Regions from separate parts of the Muntiacus reevesi genome. Here region 1 is linked to region 2. A link is a contact called in public Hi-C data. All regions are on one chromosome and are shown on one strand. Each heading gives the region's core, a stretch centred on a gene start, on an enhancer-like site or on the middle of the called end of the contact. The rest is flanking DNA. Distances are from core to core; before and after follow the strand shown. Region 1 holds the start of RPL18A (ribosomal protein L18a). Region 2 holds the start of PIK3R2 (phosphoinositide-3-kinase regulatory subunit 2).

The links. A called contact is a pair of places that touch in the nucleus more often than the background predicts.
Region 1: a contact with region 2 is called in a Hi-C map of muscle, with 5 times the contacts expected there. The contact joins the promoter of RPL18A here to the promoter of PIK3R2 in region 2. A contact is called at or near these places in 2 of 3 Hi-C or Micro-C datasets (blood and muscle).

What each region holds. Positions count from the first base shown.
Region 1 is chr1:184,138,312-184,142,450 of mMunRee1.1, forward strand. It overlaps RPL18A (ribosomal protein L18a), which reads right to left and starts at 1,968. Exons shown (of 5, transcript XM_065931618.1): 1 at 1,878-1,968; 2 at 359-538. The coding sequence starts at 1,895.
Region 2 is chr1:183,926,295-183,930,267 of mMunRee1.1, forward strand. It overlaps PIK3R2 (phosphoinositide-3-kinase regulatory subunit 2), which reads right to left and starts at 1,641. Exons shown (of 16, transcript XM_065917426.1): 1 at 1,494-1,641. MAST3 (microtubule associated serine/threonine kinase 3) reads right to left here. Exons shown (of 28, transcript XM_065917423.1): 28 at 2,739-3,973.

The DNA.
Region 1 (4,139 bases), core at 718-3,217, 210 kb after region 2:
AGGGATGCAGGGCAGTCCAGGCTGGGATGCTCCCCCCCCCCCATGGGGACCGACACAGCTTCTGACTCCCCCCAACCAACCAATAATTCTCTTGGGACCATCTGGGCCAAAAAACCATCAGTTACCCAAGGCAGCCTCACTGTGCAGAGTACAGCGCCACGCCCCACACTTTACAGATGAGGCCCAGGGTTTTTATTAGGAAAAGGCCACCAAACCACCTATTTCATCCTGATGTAGGGCGTGAAGACAAAGGATCAGGATCAGGGGCTGTAAAGTCTGCTAGCTCTGGAGGGTGACAGATGCCCCATGGGAAAGTGTAAATTCACCCCGATCCCGCCCAGCTTCGAATACCGCATACCTGTCCACAGTAGACGATTTCCCCCGAGGATTTCTTCATCTTCTTCAACTGAGACACAAAGTACCAGAAGCGGGACTTGGCAACAACATGATTAGGCGCAAAAATCCTCATGCGATAGAGGGGCGGCGTATGGCATTTGGGGGTCGGCAGGCAGCGCCCCACCACCTTATACTCTCGAAGCTAAAAAAGAAACAGCGGTTGAGGTGGGGACCAGCACCCAAAGTCTAGAGGCAACTGCGGAGACTCACTCTGCGCCCTTCCCCAAGCCTGTTGACAACTGGATCAGGGGATGGAGAAGGTCAAGTCCCACCCCAGGGCCCTCCTGTGATATCTGGGTGACTGTGGGTCATTCCACCGTCCGAGCCTTCCACATAAAAAGAAGTGAGAGTGGGGAGGATTAACCCAGGTGCCTGAATGCCCTTTGCCCTGGCTCAGGAAAGCTGGGTGAGGCTCTCAGCCCCTCTCCCCCTTTACGTTAGCTAGGCACAGAACGGTGGGGCTGCCTCGTTCCTCCAACACCGCATCTATCCAGCTCACAACTTGTCAAAATGAAAATTCGGGACCCCAGAGACAGTGGCCAGCCAGGAATCTCACAGTCAACTCCAGAGAGAATCAGGACAAGAATCCAGTTCCCTGCCCAGCTCTGGGTTCCCCAGACGTGGGTCATGACTTGCAGCTGCCTCAGTTTCCCAGTTGCAGTCCAAGAGATTTGGACTCTCAAGCAGAAGCTCCCCGTTTGTACAGATGCAACGGGCACGATATCTGCCACGTTCAAATCCTGGGGTACAGGAGAAAGGCGCCACCACCACAAAATGGCTCGTCACCATTTTACTATTAATGTCAATAGAAAACCACCCCAAACATCACAAACTCGATTCTTACTTTAACCTCTCAATCTGACTCAACGGCCTCGCAGACCACCCATTCAGGAAGGGGCCGATGCGGTCGGACCCCTTTCCAGTGTGCAAAATGGAGCTGGAAAGCTGAGCATGACCCACCCAAAATGCTTCTCCGCGGGGTCTACTCTTCCATCTCTGAGCACTAACGCGGATTTTGCCCAGCACCTGTCACAGCGGTTAAGACTCCCACTCCCCATGTCAGCCCCTAATTACACTAGTTTCCTTCTATTTTCTGTTACAGGCATGCCAAGAGAAAAAGAACACTATGGCCCGCTAACCCCCACCCTTGGCACCATATTCACTTCCCAAACGGAGAAACTGAGGCTCGGAAGGTCGATGAGGTCCCGTGGCGCGTGTTTCCACACCGCTCAATTTGTCTCTTCCTGTTGAAAGGAGACTCGGACTCCCCGGCCCCCGCGATTCCCGAGCCGGCCCGGGCCACGCTCTGGCCTCCCCACGCGGCTCCCGCAGTGGCCGCCATGTTGGCCGCAACTGGGGACCTCGGCGCACTGGCCCAAACCGGAACGCGCACTCCCCGCGTGTCCCATGTCTCCTCCCGCAGCCCTCGATTCTGTCCGCGTCGCGTTCTCTGACTCCTTGCCCCACCGCGCCCGCCTTACCGTCCCTGAGGCCTTCATGGCGATCTACCCACGACCGCCGCCACCCTCGAAAAGGAAGTGGCCGCCCTCGCGCAGCCGCTCACCTTGATTTCGCGGCCGGAAGTCCCTCCCTTTCGATGCCGCGAGCCCATTGGCTCCTCAGCCCCGAGCTCTATAAGATTTGCTTCTTCGTTGACTCCAGATCCACCAACCTCTCACAGCCCGGCCTCCCTTTGCGGCGACACTACAACTCCCGAGACGCAGCGCGACTAGCCCTCCTGTTCAAGCGAGGCGTAAGGGAGCGTCGGCGCGCGCGGCATGCCGGGAGTTGTAGGTACAACGGGCGGTCTCGGAGGCCGGTTCCAGGTTCCTGCCTTTATATCCATACTGTGTGCATCATCGTCCCGGTGATGAGGCTCCAGGACCTGAGCGTTCTCTTCTATAAAATGGGAATGTGTGCTTAGTCACTCAGTCGTGTTCGACTCTTTGCTACCACATGGGCCCGCCAGGCTCCTCTGTCCATGGGGATTCTCCAGGCAAGAATACTGGAGTGGGTTGCCATGCCCTCCTCCAGGGGATCTTCCCAGTTCAGTGATCGAACCCAGGTGTCCCGCATTGCAGACGTATTCTTTACCGTCTGAACCGCCAGGGAAGCCCAAAATGGGAATAGTACAGGTGTTTTTTTCCCCTAGTAATGTTACCATACTGGCTTCCCGGATGGCGCAGCGGTCAAGTATCCACCCACCAAGAGACACAGGTTAGATCCCTGGGTCCGGAAGATCCCTTGGAGCAGGAAATAGCAACCCACTGCAATATCCTTGCCTGGAAAATTCCGTGAAGAGTGGAGCCTGGCTGGCTACGGTCCATGAGGTCGCAAAGGGTTGGATAGGACTGAGCACATAACACTCATTCACACTCAACTCATGTGAAAGGCCAGGTTCAGAGCAGTTTACAAATGCTAACGTTCATTAAAGTCTTTCCTGGTGTCTCAGTGGTAAAGAATCCTGCCAATCAGCGGATTCCATCCCTGGGCCAGGAAGATACCATGGAAAAGGAAATGGCACCCCACTCCGGTATTCTTGCCTGGGAAATCCCATGGACAGAGGAGCCTGATGGGCTACAGTCCATGGAATCGCAGAGTCAGACACACTTAGCAAACACACTGAACATTCATTAAGCAATGGAATAGTATTTATTATTATGGGAGGATCTGATTTGTGTTTCATAGTAGCAGATATTCAAACCCCATCTGCTTGTTTCTAGTACAGATCCTGGGGCAGAATAGGGCTTGGGGCTGGGGCGGGGGGTTGTGGGGGTGCTAAAAATGATCAAGGGGGAGCCGCACCTTTGGAAGCTTCGGGCTTAGCAATTTGTTTAGGCAAAAAAATGGCTCCTCTGGAGGGGAGATCCAGAATGGAAAAGGAAAGAACTCATGAAGTCAGGCTGTGAAAAGAGACATGAAAGAGGATAAACTGGAGGATTTATATTAGGAGAGAGAGGTGTTGGAGGAGGTGACAGCTGAGCCCAATTAGAATTTTTATTTTATTAATTAAAAATTAATAAGTTTAATTAAGATATGGTTCACAGGGAATTCCCTGGTGGTCCAGTGGTTGAGAATCTGCCTTCCAATGCATGGGAGGTGGGTTTGATTCCGGGTCAAAGAACTGAGATCCCACATGGGATGGCGCACATAAACCCACATGCCCCCTTGCTCTGGAGCTCTGTGCTCTGCAACAGGAAGAAACCCTGAGGGCCACAACAAAGACCCAGCACAGCCACAGTTTTTTTTATAAAGGGGAATGTCAGTTAAACAAGCAATATAGCTCACATGCCATACAATTCACACATGTAAATTGTACAATTCAATGTTTTTTTTTAAACTACATTTATACACACACACACACACACACACACATATACACACTAGAGAAGGAAGTGGCAACCCACTCCAGTATTCTTGCCTAGAGAATTCTGTGGATGGAGGAGGCTGGTGGGCTGCTGTCTATAGGGTCTCACAGAGTCAGACACGACTGAAGCGACTTAGCATGCATGCATGCATTGGAGAAGGAAATGGCAACCCACTCCAGTATTCTTGCCTGGAGAATACCAGGGACAGAGGAGCCTGGTGGGCTGCCATCTGTGGGTTCGCACAGAGTCGGACACGACTGAAGTGACTTAGCAGCAGCAGCATATATACACAGGTGTGTAACATCACCATAAAATTGAGAACATTTCCATCTTCCCTCCTGAAAGAAGCCCCTTACTCTTAGGAGTAGCTTGCCA
Region 2 (3,973 bases), core at 391-2,890:
GCCAGGACTGAAAAGCTCAGAGCTGCCCAGTTTCACAAGGCCCAGGATGCATCCATCCTAAATGGCCAGTTAAACCCTGAATGCTCAGGGCGTAATGTGAAGGGTGTAATGGGTGATGATGCTCAGTGTGCTGTGGAGCCCTGAGCAGGGGCTGGGATGGCTGAGCACAGTAAGAGGCAGTAGAGGCCAAAAGGGATAGGGAATGAAGTCCAAGCAGATGTCATAATCTGTGAGTCCAAGCAAGTGGATCTCTGATCTCTGCAGGGGGAGGAGAGAACGGGGCAGGGGCGTCCCTGACATGTCTCAGCTTCAGGCCCACAGTAGGTACTTAAAACAGAAGAGGGTTGGTGGGAGGCCAAGAGGACCTTAGCCCCAGAACAGACATGGAGCTGGGAAAGGGTAGAAAGAAGGAGGGCACTGCAGCTGCCAAGGGGGTGGCTGCTCTATGCAGGGGCAATGATCACCCCCAAGGATCACCAATCTCGCGAGACACAGCCCAGCACAGACACATTCTCAATCATGGCCCTGCAGGTTGGATCTTCCTGGGAGACTGGGGGGGGGGGGGGGGGGGAGGGGCGGGGGGGATGGAGCTTTTCCAAAAGGTGGGTCCTCACAGAGGACAGGAGGAGTACTGGTCAGGACTAATACAGGCAAAGGCTTGACAGCAAGAAATGCTTGTCAAGAGTTCAGGGTGGTCTTAAGAAAGCCACAGGCCATGCAGGGCCTTGGGTGCCAGGTAGGGGGTCAGGCTTTATCCGTCGACCACGGGGAACCACAAGACGTGTTCACGTACTGGGCACAAGCGCCACATTACAGAACGACCCAACTTGTCCGCTCCCTGGCCCCTGGGCCCCCATTCTACAGGTGGGGAAACTGAGGCCCAGCGACAGGGACGTCCAGAAAACCACCTGAATCCGCTTGCCTGCCCGCCTCCGCGCCCCGCCGTGCACACGTTTGCACACGCCCCGGTGTGCGCGCCTGGGAACCAGCGCTCCCCGAATCCAAGAGGCGGGGTGGAGGGGCCAGGCCTGGCTGGGGGCTTGGTGGGGGACGCAGGGCCTGCGCGCTCACGCGTGTGCAGACGCGGACTCGGGCCTGTGTGGACCCCGAAGCCCAGCTCGGGGGCCGGAAGCGCAGTCTACCCTCCACCGTCTTGCACCCCACCACCCCACTATGCCCCACACAATGCCTGGGCGCCCCCTCTTTACTGCTCGACGCCCCACTCCCGGCAGGGCCTCCCTCAATTCAGGGCCGCGGCTCCAACCCCTTATTTCTGCCTACAGTTCGTTGTTCCACCCTCATCTTCCAGGGCAGGCTGCACCAGAGCCAGGTCGAGCCCGAGGCCTCCCGCTCCCTGCGGCCCCCAGTTCCCGCAGGGCCCGATGCAGCCCTGCTCGCGTTCCGGCTTCCACCGCGGCCCCACACTCTGCCTGGGCGCCCCGCATCTGAGCGCACCCCCAACCTGGCCTGCCACGCGGACAGTTCGCACTTACCTGGTCGTGGCCGCCACCGCTGCCGCCGCGGCCACCGTCACGCCGAACCGAGCCAGACCCGTGGCTTCACCGCGGCCGCCGTCGCCGCAGCCGCGGGATCCCCGCCTCCGCCGCTGCCGCCGCGGTTCCGAATGGTCGGGCCCGCCCCCCGGCGGAAACGGCCGAGTGCATTCGGGTCGGGCGGGTGAACTGGAGCCGAGGCTGGGCCAGAGGACGCCCGAGTGCTTCCGGGAAGAGCCGAACGTACTCCCGCGGGACTGGAGGTTAACGTTGGGGGAACGTGCCCCGAGACAGCCGATCATTTCCGGAAACAGCCGAGCATATTCGGGTCAGATGAGTCATTCGGAGGCTGGACTCGGCTAAGCTCGGCTGTACTGAGATGCCCGAGATTCCGGAAAAGGCCGAACGCTCTCCAGCCGAACCCGCACCAGGCTGGGCCCCGAAACTTCGGAAACTTACTGGAAAGAACCAAGTGTGCTTGGCCCCAAATGAGGCCCTGAGAACTTAGATCCAGAGGCGACTACCCAACTTCCGAAAACTGCCGACGCAGGGACGGCTCCCGAGAGCAAGTGAGGTGGCCCTGAGCTCAAGGAACTGAAGGTGGCATTTAGGGGGAAGGGAGTCGCCACAGAAAGCTGAGCTTTTCAGGAAACAAGCTGAGGGCCGAGAAGGGATCAGGCTTCAAAGCCGGGGTTTCCATGGTAGCCCAGAGCGTCTAGAAACCACTGAACTAACTCGCGGACGGGGAGAACTACCGGAATGCCGGCCCACAGGCGTTCGGCTGCTTCCGGAAATAGCCGAAGACACTCGGAAACAAGGGGCGTGGCCAAAGCTTCCCACCTTTCCGAATACTTTAGAAGTAACCTGAACGCGCTCAGGCTGGGTTCCGACGCGGTGCAGGGAATTTTAAGGCACAGTCCAAGCGAAGACCAGTATAAAAAGGTCACAAAGATGGTTTGTTTGTTTATTATCACAGCTTCAAGGCCCAGACGGTGTCTGTATGAAGCTTTTAGGGGCAGAGCCCATGATAGGTACTCAATCGGGAGAGGGTAGCAGGAGCTCTGGATCAGAGAAGGCATCAAGAAGGATCTCAATGGTGAACTCCCAGCAGCCTTCAAAACCCACTTCAGGCGACTTTGAGCCAAGGGTCTATTTTCATCCCACCCCCACCCCACTCTTCCCTTACCCTTTTCTCAGCCCCTCAGAAATCCAGACATCGGACCTCCTCTTTGTAAATGTGAGCTTTTATTCACTGTCAGCTCCAGGATGGAAGGCGGGAGCAAAAGTCATGCACAGCCTTGATCTAGCTCCAACACCAGGCAGTGCTGTGTGGGTGTCTCCGGAAGGAACGCAGAGTGGGCTACAGAGCCTGCAAAGTGCCCTCATCATGTGGGACACAGCCATCATGTCAGCCATTTCCCAATGAAAATGGAGGCTCTGAGATGCCCGGTGGGCCACACAGCATTTCAGGGGAGAGGGTTGGAGTTGGAGTCTGCTATATCTGACAACAGATTCTCCACAGCTCCCTTGACAATGCCCAGGACAGGGGCTGGCTGCATGACTCTTACCAGGAAAGCGTGGGGCATGTCTCCACCCCTTGCCAGGCCTTAGTTATGGGGAGGACAACACTACCTCCAGCCTTCTCAAGGCTGACTGAGGGAGAAGCCACAAGTAAAAGCGCTTGGCATACAGTAGGTGCTTAATAAATATAGTATTAGTTTTGTAAACACAAGGAAACTGAGGCACAGAGTGGGGAAGCCATTTTCCCGGAGCCAGTGAAGCCAAGATTTCAACTGGGGCCTCACTGCCCCCCAGTTGGATTTTCTTATTCAGATTTCATCCCAGCAAGGCTCTGACATACTGAGGGCACTTCCCAGGGGTGTTTCAGACACATCATGGTCAAGTTCTCACCCTGGCAGGCATCAAATACCAAAAAACCTTGTGTCCAGGGTGGACATTCTTCCCCTACTGGCAGTGCCCTTTGAGGCCTCTGCCTCCTGGGGCACAGTGTCTGCCTGTGAGGTGGATGACTCCTCTGTCTATATTTGGTGAACTTCTACTCATACATCAAAGCCCCAGTTCCCACAACCCCTAAGCCTATAGGACTGGAGGCAGACTCTAGCAAGGCTGGCCGAGAGATGGAGGCCATGATGGTGGGAAGGAGCCTGCAGAATCCAGTCCATCATCAGAACTACTTTGTTTTGTGGTGGAGGGGAATTGTTTACAGACTCTCCAAGTCATCCAAACTGGGCCTGGACTGATAAACTAGGCTGCATCCCTTCAAATGCATGGGTCTTGAGTCAGGGATGGGATCGAGTAACACACACACAAAAAACTTTAAAAGAACAGAAAAACCATAAAACACGAACACGTGTTGACTTGTCCAAAGTGCTTCCTTCTCAGCCCATGTGGGCAGGGTTTACAAATGGGTCCCAGGTGCCTGGGGCAAGACCCGGGCAGCCGCCTTAAGGGTGGCGACT